Linked DNA regions of Macaca mulatta: region 2 is linked to region 1. The links are chromatin contacts, called in public Hi-C maps. All regions are on one chromosome and are shown on one strand. The core of a region is the stretch at or near the end of the contact, and the rest is flanking DNA. Distances in the headings are between cores, read along the strand shown. Region 1 holds the start of ADPRS (ADP-ribosylserine hydrolase). Region 2 holds the start of AGO3 (argonaute RISC catalytic component 3).

Region 1 (3,907 bases), core at 734-3,233:
GCCATTGTGCCTGGCTCTGCTCACCTTTTATTTTAGTTTATATTATTTTATTATTTTTTTGGTACAGGGTCTCACTCTGTTGCCTAGGCTGCAGTGCAGTGGTACAATCATGGCTCACTCCAGTCTCGACCTCCCAGGCTCAAGGAGCCTCTTGCCCCAGCCTCCCGAGTAACTGGGACTACAGGTGCACAACACCACGCTTGGCTTTTTTTTTTTTTTTTTTTGCCAGGCTGGTCTCAAACTCTTGGGCTCAAGTGGCCTCTCCCAAAGCGCTGGGATTACAGTTGTGGCTACGGCACCCAGCCCCTACTCATGTTTTAGCGTTACCACATCTAAAATGACCTTAAGTCAGTTTCTCACTCCCATTCACTTTCCTGGGCCTGGGAAACCTTAGGATCTCAGCATTGGGATTTTCAGCAATTCTTTATTCCAAGTCAGTCACCATGTCCTGCTGCTTTCTATTTTATGTATTTATTTATTATCAGCCTACGTCATGCTTTGATCTGCTGATTTCTGAAGGAAAACTTCCATCCCCTTGTGGCTGCCATCCTTGCAGCTCCAGTCTATTTGTTTTTCTTTTTTATAGTCAGGATCTTGCCATGTTGCCCAGGCTAGTCTCGAACTCCTGGGCTTAAGCGAAGATCCTTCCACCTTAGTCTCTGGAGTAGCTGCATTACAGGTTGTGTGCCACCATGCCCAGATTGAAAATGATAGTTTCTGGATCCAGATACCCCCCTACTTCACTTATCTGTAGCACACCACCAGTGACCAGTGTCTTCATCTTGAAATTCTTTCCCTAGGTTTCACTGATAGGCACTCCTGCTCCTCATCCTATCAAACTGTTTCCTTCCCTAGCCCCCTTCCCTCCCTCTCTCCCTCTTAATTACCGGTGTTCTCCAGGGTTCTGACTATGGCCCTTTCTTCTCACTATGCTACCTGCTCTCCAGGAAGATTCACCTTCTCTGCTTGACCTCACACCTGCTACCTGAGCCGGGATCTGAGCGCACAAAGTTAGTCAGTTTTACAGGCGAGACAGCACATGCAAACTCCTGGCCTAGGGGAAAGCATGGTGTGAGGAACCGAAGAGCAGAAAGCAAGGCCAAGGTTGGTGGAAGACCAAACTGCAGACGTGCGGGAGGGCTGGACCACGTCGGACACGTTAAGGAATGTAGCTCTGAACTAAGGGTAACGGGAAATCACAGCAGGGTTTTAGGCGGGGGAGGAAGCGATTACAGTAAGGCTTCCAAAGCACGCCCAGCGGGGTGGAGAACGGGCTGGTGGTGTACTGACTCTAGAGAATCGGGAAAAACAGGTCAAGTCGGCAAGGGTGGACAGGCAGTCCCCGGCTTAGGATGGTACAACTTAAGTTTTTTTCGGCTTTCCGATAACGCTGATACGCATTCAATAGGCTCCTAGACGTCCGATAGGGCTGCGTACAGATAAAACAGTCGTCTAAGCTGAAAGCGCACTTTCCACTTCAGGTATTTTCAACTTACGATGGGTTTATCCACACCCTGCACGGTTGAGGCCCCGGTGCTGCCACGCCCCGAGCACGGGATGTTCGGGGCGAGACGTCTAAGGCCGGAGATCGCGCTAGCACTCGCTGAGCCCAAGCTGTCTGCGGGTCATCCGGCTCCGGCCCCGGTGCCCTCGACAGTCTCATCCCCACGCACCCCCGACCCGTCGCCCCCGGAGGCTCCGCGCCCCTTCGGTCTCCCACTAGCACGGCCTCTGACGTGCGCCCGGCCCCGCCCACCTGTCCGCTCACTCCCGGGCGTGCCGGGGTCCGGCTCCAGGCTCTGGACATGACGCAGGACTGACGTCAGCTCGACGGTGTCGTGGGCCTCGTAGAAGGAGCCCACGCAGTCCCCGAGCAGCGCGCCAGCCAGGCAGCCTCGGAAGCGTGAGAGAGAGCGGGCCGCGCCAGCCCCTCCGCCGCCAGCTACAGCCATAGCCGCCGCCGCCATCCGCGCGCAGGCCGCTCGCCACTTCCGGTGTCACCCTCGCAGCTTCCCTACTCCCGTTCCGCAGCACTCCCCGGGGCCTAGAGTCACCGCTCCGCCGCCCGGCCCACAGCGCCGCCCAGCGGCCCGGAGTCTCGGCGCCGCGCAGCTCCCGACAGTCTGTGCTTTGAGTCCCCGTTCTTCCCGCTCCTCACCACTGGGCTAACTGGATGGGAAGGCCGCTATGGGGTCCCTGGGGGATGGGCACTGAGCCGGACCACTGGATCACTTCAGGCCACTGCCTTCTGCAGGCGAGCACCCCTAACTCCGCACCCCCAGCCGGCCCTCTCCACCGAGGCCAGGACCACCCCCAAGCCCTCCCACCAGGCCCTTGCCCGCTGTGGGCCTTCCTTAAGCATCAAGAGGGCGGACCAGGGGCCAGCTGGGGCACAGCCAGGTAGAGGCCGCGCTGCTGGAGCCCAGGAGTGCTGGCCCAGCCCAGAGAGGGGTTCCTTGAGGGGAGGGGAAAGATTGGATTTGGTACATGGAGTGCGGGGGAATGGTGTTCCCCGTCTTTACTCCTCCATAGAACCCTCTCCCTGCTGGCTACATACAGTGGGGCAGAGAACAGCCGGCCTGAGATCCTCTGCATTTATTCCATTCATTCTCTCCTCTCCCCTTCCATTGCCCACCCAACCCTGCCCTCCTCCCGTAGTCCTCCAAGGCTAGGCCAGCTCCAGCTGGCAGCTTTTGAGTGGACTCAGGGTGCTATTTGTGGTACGTGTGAAGGTGTCCACCTCAGGCACGAACTTCTCAGCGGGCACGGTCAGCTTGCGCCGCGTGTCCATGCACTTGGTGTCCAGCAGCATGGAGTTGGCCTTGCAGGCAATGTCAGCCTGCAGCCGGGCCAGGTGCTTGTACAGGGCGTCCAGTGCGTCCCTAGGGAAGGGCATTGACAACCCCCAGCCCCCATGAGGCTAGGAGGCCTGGGCTGAGTGCACAGCCTTTAGTCAGGAAGACAGCCCCAGGGAGCCAGCAGGCAGCAAGAGGCCCCACTGCTGGGCATCGTCTCACTGCTCCTCCCACCCACTCCCCAGACCTACTGTGCTTGTGCCAGCTTCTGCTTCAGGGCAGCGATGGTTGCCTCTAGCTGGTGAACCTCGTCAGTGAGGCCATACTGTGCCTGGAGGCAGAGGGGTTGGGAGTTCCAAGTCAGCCACACTGTCCTTTACCTGAGTGCTGCCCCGTGACAGCAGTGCCCTTGCGCCATCAGGAATATGAGAAAACCTTGGCCAGGGGGCCCGTGCCCCCACTGGGACACCCTCTCACCTGGTCCCGGCAGAGTTCCACATTGGGCCGGTAGGTTCTGGCCTCTAGCCGGGTATGGGACAGCTTCAGGCTCAGGAACTTTGTGCGCAGATCCTCCTCCAGGTGCCGGATGTCCTCCTGCAGCTCAGCGATCTCCTCCAAGGTCTGCAGAGGACAGAGTGACTGGTTTCCACCTGCTGGACTCACCGTACACGCCTGATCCAGTGCCTCCTGGCGGGGGCATGTGGCTCCTCATCCCACAGCAGGAAATCCATGCCCTGGGAGACGCTCACATTCTTCTCTTGCCACTTGAGCTCACTGTACACTTTCTCCATCTCCCGCAGCCGCTTCCTGAAGGCAAATTCCGTTGCAACTCTCTGGGCTTCAAGCTCGTTGTTGGTCTGAAGGAGGAAACACCGGGCAAGGGAAGGGTCTATACTCACGGCTGCCTGAGGATATTACTCAAGCGAGGGGCAGGGGGCCACGTGCACAGCAGGGAACAGAAGATAAGGGCTGAGCACACACTGGGGCCATCCATTAGCTGTGGGTGGCCCGTCACCTCAGCAATAGTTAGAGCAATGGCCTCTCTCAGCTCTGTGGCTGCCTTCATCTCAGCCTCCCCTCGGTCCTTGTTGAACTGACTGAAGTCATCCCAC
Region 2 (3,907 bases), core at 850-3,349, 160 kb after region 1:
ATTGGCAAAAAGAGATATGGAATTCAGGAACTTGTAACACCATTAGTAACAAGACAGTCCCGCAAATATTTTGAAAATTAATTTACGAACTTGTGATCGTCTGAAGCATACTTTCAAATTTAAAATGCCAAGCATGATCACTTGTTAGGCAAACCGTTATGCAACACCTTTCTGTCCCTGAATTAATTACTTTAGAACCATAAAGAGTACTTTTCCTTTTTTAAGGACAAGTACTAACCATGTTGCAATTTTCTCTTACGACTGCAAGACTGCTTTCTTCCCCGCGAAGATAAAGCAGTTTTCTTAAATTCCAAATTTCCAGGAATATGACAACTACTTCTCTAGGGAATAGAGAATGAAACAAAAAATGCTGTCAGCAATTTTAAGATCCACCTCCTCGTATAAGCAGTGATCCAGGCTGCTATGACATTTCCAAGCTCCTCAGAAACTATCTACCATGCTGCCACAAACAACAGAAAAGAACTCGAGGGTGGGAGCAATGCCGTGTTGAATTTAACATTGCACCAACACCTCCTTCGAACTTAATTTGAAGTTATCCGTTATCTCAGTGTATCTTCACAACTACCCTAAGAGGTAGGTAAGGGAGCTGGCTGGCTGCCCAGCCTCTACGGAGCACACAAACTGGCTAAAGGACAAGAACTCCAACTAGACAATGGCAAACCATTCTAAAGTCTAGAAAAAGGGTACTCCAGCAAAGAGTAATACCGCTTAGATAACCCCAAACTTAAATCCTCCAAGCGTTTCCCCGGCTCGCAGTTTCGCCGACTCAGGGGCCCCCGGGGAACTGCGGCTGGGCTGCGCGGAGATCGCAGGGGAGCAGGGCGAGGGGCGGGAGACCAGGGGATGCCCGCCCGACGCTCACCTCGCGCACCTGGGCCGGCCGGGAGAAGCAGGGAGACTCAGAGGACAGTAGCTTGGTGACATCCCCTACCTGGCCCAGAGACTCTGACTCACCTGCGGAGCCGATTTCCATTCATGGAGCTGGGGGGAGTGCTTCGAGGGAGAACGGAGCCCGCCACTGGGGGCAAGGAGGCGGCCCGGGGGGCGACGCCGCGCGACGGACACTCTCACTCGGCCCCGAGGCGGGGGCGGCGACGGCTTCCCCTGAGCAACCGCACTCCGAAAGCTCTGGGCCGGAAGAGTCGCGGACGGAAAACGGCACGGGACTAGGCGAGAGGAAGGGGAGACGTGAGGCGCGGACACAGGGGAGTCCCGTCCGGAAGTTGCATCGCCCGCGGCCGCCGACGCTCCCACCGCTCCTCCACGACTGCGGGCCACCGCCGCCGACCTGCCCGGGGCCGCCCCGGAAGCCCGCCGGCGTCAGTTCCGCTGCCTGGCTTGCCCGGCGTCCTCGCCTCGCCTCTGGGCCCCGAGCCGTGCCGGAGCGACGTCGGGGCGGGAGCGGCCGGCGCGGAGGACGCCGGGGAAGCGTCCGGGAGCCGGGCCACATGCGGCGGGCTCGGCCGTCCCCCGCGGGGCAGTGCTGGCTGGAGACAACCCGAAGGGGCAGGACTCCTCATGCCGCACGAGTGGGGGAGGTGCCTGTCTGCGGCGACGTCGCGGCTGGCGGCGGGGCTTACCTGAGGAGTAGCCTACCTGGAGCTGGCGGGTGAAGGACCCAAGCCTGCCGCGGAGGCCCCGAGCCGAGACCGCTGGGGTAGGGCAACCCTCCTTCCTGAGCCCCCGCCACGCCCAGTCCGAGCCGCCCCACGCGCCGCCTCCTCACAGGCGGTCAAGTGACCACCGCAATTGACCTAACTCCTAGACTGCTTTAACGACCATTTTTAGGATTAAAAAAAATGTATTATAGTTTGGAAAAGATGACTAACGAACAGGACACTACACAAACAGATCGAGTAATTTCCATGTTTAAAACTCTTTAATAGCGCCTCGTCACACTTCGAAAACCTAAACTCCTTTCCAGGGTGAAAACGCACGGCGTAAACGGTCCCCGCCTGTGCTACAGCTGTACTGCTCGGCTTCCAATTCCCCCCAACGGGCCAAGCGCTGCTTTTTTCTGACTTGGGGCTTCTCTGCTTTTGGTTCCCTTGGCCAGGAACCCTCTCCTCTCCACCCTCCCTTTACTCCCCACCCTGCAGTTTCTTTTTACGTCTCAACGGAAGACATCTGAGACGCCTTTTCCGGACCACCCATGGTGGGGCACCTGTTAGTCTACTACAGTATTGCCTTGGTAGCCCTTTGCCCAGTCTGTTATTTACTACTTGTGTGCCCCCCACCCCACTTGAATGTCAGGCAAATAGTAGGTCCCTAATAAATATTTGTTGCCCTAATGAAACATGATACTATTTTATTCAGGCTGAGGAATGATTCATAATTTCTCCCCATGTCCTTATGCTTCAGTAATACGGTTTAGTTTTTTTTTTTTTTTTTTTAATCAAAATAATTTTTTAAAGAGGAAAAGGAGAAAGAATATCCTATCTTCAGTTCCCCTCACTGTGGGACTTTGGATCAGTCACTTGATCTCTTTGGGCTTCAATTTTCTTATCTGAAAAATTGAGAGAACAGTATGTACCTTACACAGTTGTAAGGTTAGGGAATGTACATAAAGCACAGAGGAAACCCTCCCCAAATTTTAGTGAATAACAGAAGTATTTACCATTTTAAAGCACTTACCATATAATATTAAACACTTAATAAATGTATGGGACTCAAAACCACATCTGACTCCAATTCTGTCTTACTTTCGGCTTCCTTCACATCCCTACCCCCGTGGCTGAAAATACCCTCCCCAATTTTAAAATATCAAATTAAATGTCACCAGATGAAACACTGCATCTTAAAAGTCATTTTTAATCCTCGACTGTACACAATCCAAATCTTGGTAGCAGCATCTGACAGGGTAAATACCAACTCTTGTGCAAGGGTCTTTTATATCCTCAACCCCTCTGATTCTGGAACTGGTTTCCTAAACAAAGGCAGACTTCTTCAGCTTCTTCCAGAATAGACAATAGACATGGTGACAGTGATGAACCCTTGAGATCGGCTAGTCTTTTTCGACATTGACGGAGCAGAATTTACACCTTCTGATTCACTCCATCTCAATAAATGTCAATGATGCCTTTCTATCTACTTCTGCTATCCAGGAACCCACCTCTTTAGAGTGAACGCATGTGAAAGGCTCATGATTTGTAATATCAAGAAGTAGGAAGACAAAGAGGTTTGAAGGATTCTGCCAAAGGCAAAGCTGTATGAGGCTCTCTCCTGACTACATGTACACCCTATTTTTGGATAACTCATCCCCAACTGAGTCTGCTCTTAAGGGTACAGAGCAGGGTCATTGGGTATTACCTTAACTCCCATTGCCCCAGTACCTAGAACAGTGCCAGTGCCTGGCACATAGCAGCATTCAGTATATTTGTTGGATTGATGGATGGATAGATAGATGAATAAATAAATAAGCTTCAAGAATGGGGCTCAGCAAACAAGCTAAAACTCTGCCCTCATACCTGGTGACACTGGTTGTTGTGAGAAGAAAGAAATACAGAAATAGTACAAAATTTCAGGTGCAGAGAAATCAGTGCCCTCTGAAAGTTGAACCTCCTCAGGAGCCATCAAATACCCAGTGCAAAATTTCCTAAAATATGACACAAAAGTATAAACTAGAAAAGAAAAAAGCAACAAATGGAGCTTTAATAAATTCACAAAATTTTAAACTTTTGCTCTTCAAAATGAAAAGGCAAGCCACAGACTGGGAAAAATAGATGTAAAAGATATAACCAACAATGGACTTGTGTTTAAAATGAATAAAGAACTCTTAAAACTCAATAAAACTCAATTTTGAAACAGGTAAAAGAGGCTGGGCCCAGTGGCTTATGCCTGTAATTCCAGCACTTTGGAAGGCCGAGGCAGGAAGATAGCTTGAAGC

The links. Hi-C and Micro-C count contacts between places; a contact is called where the count stands out from the background.
Region 2: a Hi-C map of fetal cortex germinal zone shows a contact between it and region 1, with 2.2 times the contacts expected there. The contact joins the promoter of AGO3 here to the promoter of ADPRS in region 1. A contact is called at or near these places in 2 of 14 Hi-C or Micro-C datasets (fetal cortex germinal zone and liver).

What each region holds. Positions count from the first base shown.
Region 1 is chr1:204,719,889-204,723,795 of T2T-MMU8v2.0, forward strand. It overlaps ADPRS (ADP-ribosylserine hydrolase), which reads right to left and starts at 1,984. Exons shown (of 6, transcript XM_001110060.5): 1 at 1,757-1,984. The coding sequence starts at 1,967. TEKT2 (tektin 2) reads right to left here. Exons shown (of 10, transcript XM_077964011.1): 6 at 3,811-3,907; 7 at 3,545-3,652; 8 at 3,273-3,416; 9 at 3,047-3,126; 10 at 2,581-2,882. The coding sequence ends at 2,669.
Region 2 is chr1:204,876,785-204,880,691 of T2T-MMU8v2.0, forward strand. It overlaps AGO3 (argonaute RISC catalytic component 3), which reads right to left and starts at 2,100. Exons shown (of 20, transcript XM_077963786.1): 1 at 1,618-2,100; 2 at 976-1,187. The coding sequence starts at 994.